Regions from separate parts of the Oryctolagus cuniculus genome. Here region 1 is linked to region 2. A link is a contact called in public Hi-C data. All regions are on one chromosome and are shown on one strand. The core of a region is the stretch at or near the end of the contact, and the rest is flanking DNA. Distances in the headings are between cores, read along the strand shown.

The links. Hi-C and Micro-C count contacts between places; a contact is called where the count stands out from the background.
Region 1: a Hi-C map of psoas muscle shows a contact between it and region 2, with 6 times the contacts expected there. The contact joins the promoter of TNFSF10 here to the enhancer-like site in region 2. A contact is called at or near these places in 2 of 6 Hi-C or Micro-C datasets (psoas muscle and an unstated tissue).

The regions. Positions count from the first base shown.
Region 1 is chr4:107,726,113-107,732,874 of mOryCun1.1, forward strand. TNFSF10 (TNF superfamily member 10) reads left to right here and starts at 1,804. Exons shown (of 5, transcript NM_001329085.1): 1 at 1,804-1,962. The coding sequence starts at 1,804.
Region 2 is chr4:107,634,107-107,641,758 of mOryCun1.1, forward strand. No RefSeq gene overlaps it. Among named protein-coding and RNA genes, the nearest start is that of TNFSF10, 90 kb to the right of the region's middle. Within about 2 kb of position 3,570, at least 2 of the 8 cell types and tissues checked have an H3K27ac peak or open chromatin away from gene starts, as enhancers often do.

The DNA of each region.
Region 1 (6,762 bases), core at 554-3,053, 90 kb after region 2:
TTTATTCTATTTTAATTTAAATTTTAAAACTGGTATTGCAGTTAATGGGAAATTTTGAACTATGTTTGGAAAAGTGTGATATGATAATCTACTTTTCCTACTATAAATTCATGAAATCTGAATACAGTCAAGCCTTCTGATGAAGAGTTAGTGTCTGAATTGCTATCTGCTGAAAGTATGAAATACATGCAGAATTTCAAAATCTTGGTGTGAAGAAGAGAATGCCACTGTTTTAAAAAAGACTTTGGTTGAAGTTGGAATGTATTTAGGATGTTTTGGATTAAACAAAAATATATTATTGAAATTAATTTCACCTGCTTCCTATTGTTTTCCCTGACCGTAGCAATTGGTGCCATTCACTGGGGGCTTCCTGGAGGTTGGGATTTGTACTGAATCCTTTTATTAATCCTCAGGAGTACAGCTATCCAAATGACCGAGGTGCATGTCCTTAGTCTTTCTGGGTGACATTTTCTGGAACTCCTTGTCTATCACTGCCAGCAAAACCTTACAAAGGCTTAGGTAGGATTAAATCTTTCAATTGATGAGCAGGCTGTGTGTGCACTCTCTATAAATACAGTCGGACAGGTAAGTCTGCATTTACTGTGCACCCTCCTTGTGTCAGCCTTGAGAAAGTCACCCTGCCTCCCCAACACCTTCTGCAGAGACGCCCTCATGCTTCCCACTTGGCAGACGATGTGGCTTGTGAATAGAGCCCTTAGGAAGCCAGCTATGACCGTCAGGAAGCATCAGGGCTGAGATCTCATCCCCGGCAGTCTGAACGCTTGAGCTGTTTGCTGGCACCCCACCCCACACCGCCTTGCCTGCAACACTGCCAGGGTGCAGAGCTGTGGCATGGAGGCCACAGTGTCACCACTGGATCGACACCAAAGGATGCTTTTCCCAATTGCAGTCACATCCCCATGTGAAATGGCAGCAGAGAAAATATTACCCTGGTTCTTCGTCTCACATGGAAGAAGAATTTCCAAGTGAAGGCAAAGATTTAAAAGCAAGATTTATTAAAGTCAGAAACCTCCAGCCAGAGTGACCTGGAGGAAGCTCAAAGAAAGGCAAAACCCTATGGAGTATGGTGGTACTGGGGTTTTTAAGCACAATTTTGGGGAAGAAGAAACTTACCGGCTTGACATTCAGTTACAAGGCAAGGACAAAACCCATCAAAAGACCTGATCTGCAGTCTTCTTTGCCGGAGGGGTGAAATAGGTAACTTGTTTTTACAGAAACTGTGAGCTCAGGATGGAATCCCCACTCCCCTGCTATTCTTATGATAAAACTGGACGCTTTCAACTTTGCTAAAGATAACTTTTGGAGGAAGAAAGCATTTTGCACCCTAAATTTCCACTGGGACCAACCTGACTGCCTGTCCATCCATCTGATTCCTCACACCCAGACCAGAGTGACCCCAGGCTGTGGGCAGACTTGCAGGGTTCCTGTGGCAGCCTGCAGCCTGACAGATGTGCGGTGGTGCCTGGGAGTTGACAGGGTTTCTGGGCATGCATGGTCCACAAACAGGGTTCAGAAGGCACTTTGTGCTGGAATGGGAGCCCTTTGACTTAAGCACTTTTGGTTCTGAATGTTTTTTTAAAAGGAGTGGCTAACTCCTTGATCCCTGACATTGCTACTATAAAAGAGAAAGAACATCGGGGAATTTTACTCTTGTGCCCTTGAGCTTGTTCTCCAGCAGGCTGCCTTCAGTGTCGCTTCCTGGTTGGTAGTAAATGAAACTGAGACTCCACCTCCCTTCCCCGGCTCTCTGCTTGCCTCACAGTAACCAGCTGCCTGGCTGACATGGGGCATTCAGACCCAGACAGAGGCATGTCCTCTGTGCAGGCCCTGGGGGGCCCCAGTGCCGGGCAGACCTGCGTGCTGATCCTGATCTTCACAGTGCTCCTGCAGTCCCTCTGTGTGGCCGTGACTTACCTGTACTTCACCAACGAACTGAAGCAGGTCAGTACAATGCACAGTCCTGGAGGCTGTCAGCAACGGCCAGGTAGCTGCCTCTCCTGGCCCTCCCAGCTTGTGTCTCCTTGAAGACTTTGCTATGCAAGAAAATGCTCCCTTTCTCTGTCTGTAGACTCAAACTGCAAATGCATGTAATGCCTAGGAACTTCACCAAAGTCCGGGTTCAACGGACTGTGTGAAGCAACTGCACTTGCAGGACCGGCTGCACTAGATTCTTACAGGGGCAGCAAACACAACTCCCAAGGGGGTTTTCTGGTTCTTCCCCAGGGAAGAGAGGCAAAGTCTGGGTCCTCAGTTCAGCCACCTTGGAGTGTTCAATCAGAGTGTTTTCCTGGGCGTTTGTGGATTTATTGTTTTGTTTGTGGTTGTCTTTAAAAAAAAGAAAAAAGAATGCATTTTATAGCATTTGCAACTGCTACCATTCATGAGTGCTTTCTGCTCCAGGCTTTATCAATGCCTTATCCTTCTTGACTCATGAATTCTAGAGAGTGAGGGTAGCTGTGCTGGCACAAGGCCCATGTCTGGTTTTGCTACCAATTGCACATCTGGGGTCGAGTGTGCAGATCCCAGGAAGGTGTTAACATCTTTGTTGAGTGAAGGGCAGCCTTCACCAATGTGGTAGGGGCCACTAATATACAGGCAGAAAGAGCAGAGTCAGGGTGTGATCCACAGGTGGTCTTCAGCCACAGAACACTGCTTTTTTGTGTTCCGTGTGCAGCTAATGCCAGTGGAGTCTCAGGCAGACATGGCAGAGAGTTCACTTTCGGGTTCTCCACAGAGAGAAATGCTCTGTATGCACTATATGCTTATCCTCAGACGTCAGTCCTGTTAACCAGCATCGGGACTTTGTTCCCATGGCTTTTTTTTTTTTTTTTTTTTCAAAAATATAGTTGTTTCTGTGCTTCACAGAGAGAAGCCAAACTTTCAGAAGTTATCAAGTAGAATAATATGTGTATGAACTAAAGTCAGAAGCAGGCTGGAATGTCAGGTTTCTTTTCCCCACAAGACCTAAGGGACAGGAGGTACATGGGATCTTTGAGATATGTTTTTGTTCTAGCCCCATGGCATTTCTGTGTTGACAATAAGTGAGAACAAAAAGGCCTGGCATTCTGCCACTGCTTGACACAGCTGTGTTTTGGGTAAAGTCTATGATAAAGAAATTATCAGACTCAACATTTGGCTATTCATGAGAAAATATTTGAAAATAAAATTGTACTCTATGCTCATGGACTGTCTGGGTACAAGCACAAGTATATTAAGCTTTTTGACTATAAGACTTCTAGAAGTATGAATGTGAAAGTACTGAAAATAAGCCAACTCAACTTATTATTCCTTATGTCTGTTTTGCCCAATCAAGTATCATTGAGAGTTACAAGCTGGCAGGATCTTCCCACTCCCAACCCCCTCTCTCTGAGGACACTACAGACCTCCCAAGGAACTGTATTGCCCCAGCTCAGACCAGGCTTTGGAGGTAGAGCTGGGGCTAGCTCTAAGGTCTGCAGGTACCCACATCATGTTCTTCCTTGCACAGCAGTGTCGATAGGGTCAACATAGTTGCATCTTGTGATTTGCGCAACATCAAATGTGACAATTGACTAGGAAAGACAAGGAGAGTCTCAGAAAAATATAATTTGCACAAAAGTCACAGAGTGTTCACTGTCTGTTAAGGAAATGTTAATATTAATTTAGTTATCTGTAGAATATAAATGTAGTTATCTCAGTAGGCTAGACATTTTTCCTTTGCAAATGGATAACAGACTTTGGTTTTATATACAAGTAATTATTAAAATTATGATTATAATCAGATGACTTGGCACATTTAAAAGAGACTACCTATTTCAAAGAAAAAGCATTACTATGACTATAACCACACCTTTAGTTCTAAGTCTACATAGAAGCTTGTAATAATGCAATGTTGGCAAATCTGGAGCCAGCCCAACCTCCCAACCTAACCTTTGTTTACTCACAGCATAAACAGAACGAAGCTGATTTTCCATACATAGTAGCTGCATGAAATTGCACACATTATCAGGTGGTCCAATGTTAAGACTCAGTAACTAATTTTCTACTGAGCTATGTCATACAATTTTCTATTTTTTAAAAAACAAGATTTAAAGATTTTTTAAAAATGTCTTCAGTACAAATGGAATTTTTTTTAAAGATTTATTTATTTATTTATTTGAAAGGCAGAGTTACAGAGAGAGAGAGGCAGAGGCAGAGAGAGAGGTCTTCCTTCTGCTGGTTCTCTCCCCAGATGGCCACAACAGCTGGAGTTGTGTCGATCCGAAGCCAGGAGCCAAGAGCTTCTTCCTGGTCTGACAAGACCCCAAGTACTTGAACCGTAATCTGCTGCCTCCCAGCATGTGCATTAGCAGGAAGCTAGAATCAGGAGTGGAGCAAGCAGCAGAACCAAGACACTCTGATATGAGATGCAGGTGTCCCAACTGGAGTCTTCACCACTGTGCAAAATGCCCCAACCTGCTCCTGCATTATCTTTTAATTCTACCTTTTTAAGCCCCACTGCACACATACAAAAGAATTCAGTGAGAATTCTAGAAATAGAGGATAATTAACAGATACTAAAAGATTGTTATGTACCAGAAACTTGGGTAAGGATTGCCCTGTTTCATCCTCATGACAAACCACCATGTGTATGATGGCACCAAGAGCAGCCATCATGGAAACTCACTTCTCAGAACCAAGGGTTTCTGGAGCTGCAGACCAGTGCAAAAGCAGCCTCCACTTCCAGAGGTGACCACACTGCCCCAGTCCTCTCCCAGATGTGGTTAGCAAGACGAGAGCCCAACCGGCAGGGTACTGCAGGAAATTCATGGTTTAGGTAAGGAGGATGTGGTGAGGATCAGAGAAGAGAGGCACATCACATTAATAATCACTCACTATTCCCAGAATAACCACAGCACCACCACCCCAAGCACCATGTGTCTAGTCACTAGCCATGGCCAAGGTCAGTGTGAGAAACTACCGTATATGATTATGAAGGAAATATGTGGCAAGGGGGAGGGTGGCTGGAGCTTGATCTCATTGTTTAGAAATCAATATTGGGATATACACGGTGCCGTAGTAAGCTAAGCCTCTGCCTGTGGTGCCAGCATCCCATATGGGTGTTAGTTCATGTCCCAGTTGCTCCTCTTCCAATCCAGCCTTCTGCTATGGCCTGGGAAAGCAGTAGAAGATGGCTCAAGTCCTTGGGCCCCTGCACCCGTGTGGGAGACCTGGAGGAAGCTCCTGGCTTTGGATTGGCATAGCTCTGGCCATTGCAGCCATCTGGGGAGTAAACCAGCAAGTGGAACCAGTGAGGCAGCAGATTATGGCTCAAGTACTCGGGGTCCTGCTATCCACGTGGGAGACCAAGATGGAGTTTCCAGCTTCTGGCTTTGGGCTGGACCAGCTCTGTATGTTGAGGGCATTTGAGGAGTAAACCAGAGGATGCAGATATTTCTGTGTGTGTGTGTGTGTGTGTGTGTCCCTCTATCTGTAACTCTGCCTCTTAAATAAATAAATCTTGAAAAACAAGCAATCAATATTTATGCATAAAAATATTTAGAAAGACAAACATCAAAGTATTGATAACTGTGATCTCTACATGATAGAATTAGAGGTGTCTTTTTGCCTTTTAATTTTTCTATGTATTATTAGTTTTCTGTGGTGAATGTCAAAAAAACATCTATGCCATTCATAAGTCTCTTTTTTAAAAAAAGATTTATTTATTCATTTATTTGAAAGGCAGAGTTATATATAGAGAGGAACAGAGAGAGAGAGAGAGAGAGAGAGAGAGAGAGATCTTCCATCTGCTTGTTCATGCCCCAAATGACCACAACAGCTTGGGCTAGGTGAGGCTGAGGCCAAGAGCTTGGAACTCCAAGTACATGAGCCATCTTCCGCTGCTTTCCAGGCACATTAGCAGGGAGCTGGATCAGAAGTGGAGCATCTGGGGATAGAACTGGTGTCCACATGGGATGCTGGCTTCAGAGACAGTGGCTTAACCTGCTGCACCACAATGCAGGCTCCTCTTTATATAAGTCTTAAGAGAAGACAGTCACTGTATACGCATAGTCTGATCTTGACCTTGTAGACAAAAGAGATCATTCGAAGTTTAATGAAGAGGAAAGATTTTGAGTGTTTTTGTTTGTTTTGTTTTACTTTTTTAGTGGGTTGGAGCTTTTTTGTCTTTTCCCCCTATGTTTAGAAAAACATTATTTCACTTTTCCATGTTTTCTAGGTTGCCTGTGCATCCTGAATGTATCCAAGCTTCATTAACCTTGAGAAATAATGGAGCCACCTTAGCTTGCTAACCACCCATTTGTGTACAGCCAGGATCTTAATTTTCAAAGTTCCCCTGCCCACCTCCAGAAAATGTTTCTGGAAAGTCCCCAGGAGGTGTTGCAGACATTGGCCAGGCATGGATGTGGGATGGCCCCAGGATGCTAGGGCTCCACCTGTATGTCTCCCAAACCCCACAGGAGCTCACAGATTGCTGCCGGTCACTGTCCCAGCAGCTGTCCACTCTGCTGCCTCCTGAGCCCACGGCACTCTCGCTGTGTTCTCAACTCTTCCATGTTGCCATAGCTTCCAGCTGCTGGGAAGTGAGAGCCTCATTGTGTCTTACACACTTTCGTGACCCAACCTGTTACAGAGGTTGGAGAGCCTGCCTGCTTGGTTTGATCAAACCAATGCCTGCCAGGGCACATTTGTTCTAGAGCAGGAGTCACAAAAAGCTTGCTCTTCCTGGAACCACCCTTTGGACTTGTAACTGCTTCCCACGCT
Region 2 (7,652 bases), core at 2,320-4,819:
TTTAGTTAAGTATCAAGATTAGGTAAAATTGAAAAATAAAAAATACATAGGAATTAGATAAATTAACAACACAAATAAGCAAGAATGATGACCCTACAAATGCCTCCAAAAAGGAACCAGCTTAAATATTAAAGAATTTTTTTAAATCCCTGTGAAAAACTGATAAATACTTTGGATTAAAAATTCTTTTTTTTTTTTACTTTTTCATGAAAATGATGCAGTTTTGGTGATATTGCACACAGGTGATATTACTCAATAGTGTTGTACTCTGCTATCCTATAGTCTCATCCAAGAAAACACGTCTTCTTTATACCAAGTCAACTCCCCTACACTCAGTGCATAGTTGCCATTCATCATATACATTTTGTTAATATTCACATGATTTTTTCATTGTGTGCTCTCTATTACAAGAGGATTAATTAATTTTGGCCCATTGGTGGCCCCATTTATCCTGAGACGGGAAACATATCATTGAAATCTGTTGTATGTGAATAACATTAGAGAGTGAGTTTATTTGCTGCACCCACATCTTGTATCAGGCACTTTTCCAGGAGGTGCCTCACTTTGTAGACAGCATAACCGAGGCACAGAGCAGATGAGTGCTCTGCAGAAGTCATGGTGACGGTGTTTGAGTTCATGTCCATCTGCCTCCAGAAATCAGCTTAGAGGCTGTTGCCTGAAGGGCTCCCCAATCAGAGGCAGCTAGAAACCCAAGGTGAATCGTTTTACTCTTCAATCCTCTGTTCCTTGAACGAGAAAACGAGGTCTGCACTCTGACTCTTCCTAGGCAAGGACTGGGCTAAAATATGCTTCGTGCCTGCTGAGGGCATACACAAGTCGCAAAGCACCTTCTCATCCATCCTATTTTGTGCTCACTGCCACCCTACAATGTAGTGGGGAAGCGGCAAGCAGGCAAGCGTGCTAGCGTGCTCCGGGGCTCCAAAAGCTGAAATGGGCTGGCCAGGTGTTAGGCAGGAAGGTAGAAATGAACCCATGTGTGTGTGAGGGGAGCCTGAAGACCAGCACCTGCTGCAGAAGCCCCAGAAGCCCAGCACCTTGCACTTCCAAGTCCTGCTCAGACCCTGATAACCTTCCAGGTGGTCCCAGCCCTTCCCCCAAGGAAAGCTCCCAGAATTCTCTCTCCTCAGGACCAGATGAGTTCCCTGACTTGGTAACATGGGGCAATAAAACCTTCACAGAGGCCCTAAGGGAAGCCCCCCACCCCACCCCGCTCTGCCCGGTGCCAGCACCTCTGGGGAGGAATCTGCTCAGTTACCCTCCACAAACCCTTTCCCTTTGTCATAGAGGAGGAGGAGGGAAAGGAGAAACCTGGCCCCCATTTCCTTTATAAGCCCCAATCTAAACAAAAACTGGGCACGCTCAGCCCTCTGCTCTCTGCTGAGCCGCCCACCTCGCCTGCCCAGGTGTATTCTCTCCGTTCAGCCAGGTAACCTCCCTTTCTCCCAGTCGTAGCCCCAGTAAAACCTTATTACTTTGCTCTCTGTCTCATGCCGGAGTCCTTTCTTGCATGAAGACAAGAAGCCCACGGCTTCCACAGCTCTTTTCTCCGGTGACACAGGGACCCTCAGCTCAAACGCAGCGCTGCTGAGCCTGGCAGTGACTCCTCTATGCTGCCGGCGCACTGCTGTTTTCTCTGTACTTCGCCCACGTCTGGCATGAGAAAGAATGAGAAATTTACTGATAAAGTTAACACCTAAACATCTTCACCAAGCCCATTGCCTTCATACTGTGTGACATTTTCCCAGTGCATAACTTTGGTGCGTCCTTCCTGAGAGTGGTACCCACAACACCAGCAAGAGGGAGCCTGGAGATCACACTTGCCCTCCCCTTGGAGTCAGAAGAAGGTCCTGGCTCAGGAACTTTGTATTATTCAGATCCATCCGGGTTCTCAGTCCCAGGTTAAGTGTGCTCTTTAGGGGAGCTGAGAGAGGAAGGTACTGGACACAGATTCTGTAAAAATTAACAGCCCCTGAAGTTATTTCCTTTCCGTTGCACTTGTCAGTTTTACTTTCTGTTTCTTAGAATTAGCTTCCATTGTTCCTCTGTATTAGGGAGGACCGAGACAATAGCAATAACCCAGCTGGAATTCGTGAAGTTTGTTAATTTCTCCTAGAATGCTAGATTCTTCAGATCTCTAAGGTTTATGCCCATAGCCCTGAAATTGATTGGATTCATCTCACTTTTGGGGCCTGGGCTCTACTTCCCTCACCAACACACCTGCTCCCTCTCCAGCTGTCACTGAAGAGAACACAGCAAACAACAGGATTACATTTGGACCCTACCACCACAAGGCAAGAAAGACCATAAAATACCTTGATCCTGCACAAACAGTAAGGGAGAGCAGTAACTGGAAATAAAAACGATTGACTCAAACCCCCTCATGTGTATTCTGAGTTTGGCTGTATCAAAAGCTAGGGTTGCTTTTGTTTTTTGCATTATTTTCCCCTCTCTATCAATAAGGACATCAGTTAGGATTTTCTCTCCATGCTGAGTAAGTGTTTTGGGTTTTGTCTCAAGTCAATATGACTTTTGTTCAGATTCTTGGGCAAATATGAAAATGAACTATTTTGCCATCTTGAAGTTAAGTAAAATGTTTTCTGAAACACTCCGTCTAGTCACCGGGAAATTCCAGATTAATCTTCCGGCAAATGTAGTTGATTTATGAGTCACTGTTAGCCACTCAAGTGAGTGGTGCCTGGATGCCTGCACTTGCTCAACTGGGTTCAGACACCACCACGCCCCCACAGCGTCTTCATCTGACCAACAAAAAGTCAAGGGAGAACGTGGTTTCCATGTAAGAGAGCCACTAGATAACAAAGACACTTCTGCAGCTTTAGCTTTACCAATATAGACATGCAAATCAGTGACTACGTATCCTACATATACATGCACACATATAATGTGGACACGTATACACATATGAATACGTGCATGCATATATGTATATAGGCATACATATATGTGTATGTATGTAGATAGATAGATAGATAGCTCCTTTCCTCTGAAGAACTCAAAATATGTTTTTTCTCCTTGCTTGCATTTTCCTTCTCAGAAAAGGGAAAAAGAGGAGAAATCAAAACTGCCGTTCACCTGAGGTCACCTGGTGAATTCAGCCTTGCTTGCACAGTTAGAGCTGCCTCTGTCAGCTTTTGAGGCTTGTGGGGAAACATAAATCCTGCTACACATGGACCATAATGACCTTAGGGCACTTAGTGCGGATATGCCTAGGTGGAGTTCTGGAATTTCCAGAAGTTCAAAGGGAAACAATAAATCCGCCTTGGTTTTTTTCCATGCAGTGAACAAAGCAAGCACAATACCCACATCCCCAGGATGTGTGCAGCACTCCAGATTCTCCTCCCACAGCTCATTCACACATGAAGTTTTCAGAAGGGGGTCCCTCAGAACCACGTCCCCCGGTCTGGGCAGCAAATGGAACTGGAGCATTGTCTGTCTCTGAGCCTATTCTATTCAGCCCCAAACAAGGAGAGGCAAAGGCTTTTTGAAAAAGTTTGCCAGTTGATGGCCAAGGTTAAAGGGAATCCACGGGGATATTTAGTGACTAGAACTCGACATTTCCTTCTCTTTCATATTTCAGGGTTAGAGCCTCGGAACTTCTGTTCAGGGGAGAAAACCCCAGGCAACTGCCGCTGCTGCTCAGCTTCAGGCCCACCAGGGTCCTGCAGAGAGAGCCCTGGTGCCTGCCAGAGGTGAGAAAGGAGCCGCAGCCAGACCCAGGAGAGGGGAGATGCGTCGATTAGCTCATCCCTCGTCCTGCCACGGCAAATGAAAGGAAATGAAATCTTTTAATTGAATGCTTTGCCTGCCTTGACAAGATTGAATTTGTCCAGCTTTAAGAGAAAAAATGAAAGTCAGCATTAAAAGGGGAACTGGCTTTGTGTAAAAATCAGTATTGTTAACCCCCAAGAGTCTCTTTGAGAAATTATTATTACAAAAAGAAAGGTGAATTGGGGAGAAAAATTTGTATGTGTATCTATATATTATAATTCTATATTAATAATAGATAAGTCTATGTTCTTTGCCATTTGTGTTTCTTCTAGCAACACATTAAGACGTGTTTTCTTTTGTTTAGGTCTAAATCCTTCTCATGTATATCTTCCTTCTTTCTTCTTCTTTGTTTTACTTTCTTCATCTCTAATTTAATTTCCTGAAGATAGAATCAGGAAGAGAAAGAAAGAAAAAAGTTCGATGAGTCCTGACAACGCTTCTAAGAACTTCCAGTATTTTTACTGGAGTAAGACTATATAGAAAGACATGGGCTTGGACGTTCCTAGTTCAGCTAGAAAAATCTGCTTTAAATATTCAGTTTAGTCTGAGATAAAGTAGTGAACTAAAGGTTCATCTTCCAGAAGCAAAAAAACCACCAGGAACACTCTCAAGCCACGCCCACTCCCACCTTCCTTGTGTGAAAATGTACCTTTGTTCATTGCACATCTGTGCACGCATGCTGAGCAGGGTGTTTGTTCACTGTGATTGTCTTGCCAAATCCGGAGCGTGAGCCTGATTTCCCAGAATTAGTTACGTTTTCCTGAAGTTCACTTTCGCTCAGCTCTTTCAGTTTTGTTTCTCATTATTCCAAATGAGATAACAGAAATTAGAGCTAGAAGGATTCAAGTCCTCTCATTCCGTGTATCCAGAAAATCAGAACTGGTGGCTTGCTCTAGCCCTCCTCATCTCCATATAGACATTTTATGAGTTTTGAAAAGTAGCCTTATTCTGGCTTTAAACATTAGGTAAAATTCCACACTCTTCAATTATTTGTGTGAAAGTTAAGATCCCTAATTACACTTACAGCCATCCGGGAGTCAATTTTATTAAGTCAAATGACTGCTCATGAATGGAAAATATATTTAAAGACAACTTAGACAAGTGTTCCTCTCCTGTTTGGACATGATAGTCAACATATTTAACAAGTGGCAGGGCCCAGGCACTAACCTAGGGATGCAGATACCAGCCATAAACACCTGTCTAAGTGAAGCACGCATCCTAGGGCAATAACAATGCCTTGCCTTGCCTTGCCTTGCCTTGCCCTGCCTTGCCTTGCCCTGCCTTGCCCTGCCTTGCCCTGCCTTGCCCTGCCTTGCCCTGCCTTGCCTTGCCTTGCCTTGCCTTGCCTTGCCTTGCCTTGCCTTGCCTTGCCTTGCCTTGCCTTGCCTATGTGTGTTGGGGACAGAAGAATCAACTTTCTCCACATATCATCAGTCTTATTTCCAAACACATTTGCCTTCATTTGCTTCTTCTAACTTTAGATTGGTGCCAAGAATCTGGATTTTAGCTCTGCAAAGTTCAACAAGCCCACCTGCAACTTAGTCATTTGAACTTTGGGACAGAGACCAAATCCGCCTTTCTTACAAAAGCTGCATTTCCTTTTCCTGGCCTTTCAGGCCAGCCACATAGGAAAAGAGCTTGTCGCTTGTAAGAATTTACTAAAACTCGGGGCTAACACTGTGGCACAATGGGTTAATGCCCTGGCCTAAAATGCTGACATCCCATATGGGCACCGGTTTGAGCCCCGGCTGCTCCAATTCTGATCCAGCTCTCTGCTGTGGCCTGGGATAGCAGTAGAAGATGGGCCAAGTCCTTGGGCCCCCATATCCACGTGGGAGACATGGAAGAGATCCTGGCTTCTGGCTTCGGATCAGTGCAGCTCCGGCTGTTGTGGCCAATTGGGGAGTGAACCAGCAGATGGAAGACCTCTCTCTCTCTCTCTCTGCCTCTCCTCTCTCTGTGTAACTCTGACTTTCAAATAAATAAATAAATCTTAAAAAAAAAAGAATTTACTAAAATTCGCAGGACATAGCCAACATATCCTAAAATGCTATTTTCCCACCATATCCCCCCAAATCAAGTCTTGGCACAAGAATATGTAATTTCATTTAAAAAAAACAAGCAGACAGAAAATATTTGTAAGAGACATATCTGATTGAGAGCTATTAGCCTCAATTCATAAATAAATATTTTTTTCAAAATTTATTTATTTATTTATTTGAGAGGTAGAGTTACAGAGAGAGAGAGAGGGAGAGACAGAGAGAAAGGTCTTCCATCTGCTGGTTCACTTCCCAAATGGCTGCAATGGCCAGAGCTGGGCCAATCCAAAGCCAGGAGCCAGGAGCTTCTTCTGGGTCTCCCTTGTGGGTGCAGGGACCCAAGCACTTGGGCCATCCTCTATTGCTTTGTCAGGCCATAGCAAAGAGCTGGATCAGAAGATGAACAACCAGGACTCAAACTGGTATCCATATGGGATGCTGGCGTCGCAGGTAGAGGCTTAGCTTACTGTACCACAGCATCGGCCCCCATAAAGAAATCTTAACAATCAAAAACAAGAGGGGCCGTCGCCGTGGCTCACTTGGTTAATCCTCCGCCTGTGGCGCTGGCATCCCATATGGGCGCCGGGTTCTAGTCCTGGTTGCTCCTCTTCCAGTGCAGCTCCCTTCTGTGGCTCAGGAAGGCAGTGGAGGATGGCCCAAGAGCTTGGGCCCCTGCACCCGCGTGGGAGACAAGGAAGAAGCACCTGGTCCTGGCTTCAGATCAGCGCAGCGCCAGCCGTAGCGGCCATTTGGGGAGTGAGCCAACGGAAGGAAGACCATTCTCTCTGTCTCTCTCTCTCACTGTCTATCACTCTACCTGTCAAATAAAAAAAAATCAGAAAAGATCAAAAACAAGATAGCAAAAACTTGGTCAAATGGGCAAAAGGCCTAAACAGACACCTCACCAAAGAAGATATACGGATAATATTATGCATATGAAGAGATGTTCAGTATATAGGTCATTAAGGAATCTCAAATCAAAATATCTGTGAGATATCATCACACACCCATTACAATGAACCAAATCTAAAACACTGACAACACCAAATGCTGGCAAAGTTATGGAGCAACAGGAACTTTTCATTGTTGTTGGAAAGCAAAATGGTGCAGCTACTTTGGTGCAATGGTTTGAGTGTGTATGTGTTGCCTAAATTTAGATGCTGAAATACTTACTCCCATGGTGACCATAGTAGAGGAAACCTTTAGCAGTAATAAAGTGATAAGAGCAGAGACCTCATAAATGGGATTAATGCCATTATAAAAATGACCCCAGAGAGCTGGCTGGTCTCTTTTGCCATGTGAGGACAATGATAGAAGGCACTGTCTATGAGCATAAGGTCCTCACCAGATACTACGCCTGCCAGTGTCTGATCTTAGACTGCTCAGCCTCTGGACTTGCGAGAAACAAATCCCCATTGTTTGCAGCCTGCTTAGCTCATGATGTTTGTTACAGCAGCTCAAACACACTGAGACAGTCTGACAACTTTTTGCAAAACTGAACAACAGACTGTTACCATATGATTCAGCAATCATGCCTTTGGAATTTATGCAAAGGAGTTAAAAACAAGGGCCCATGTTGTGGAATAGCAGGTTAAGCTGCTGTCTGAGGTGCTGGCATCCCATGTGGGCAATGGTTCGATTCCCAGCTGCTCCACTTCCAATCCAGCTTCCTGATTATGTGCCTAGGAAAGCAGCAGAGGATGGCCCAAGCATTAACTGCTCCCTGCATGGGAAGAAGCTCCTGGCTCCTGGCTTCACCCTGGCCATCGTGGTCATTTGGGAAATGAACCAGCAGATGGAAGACCT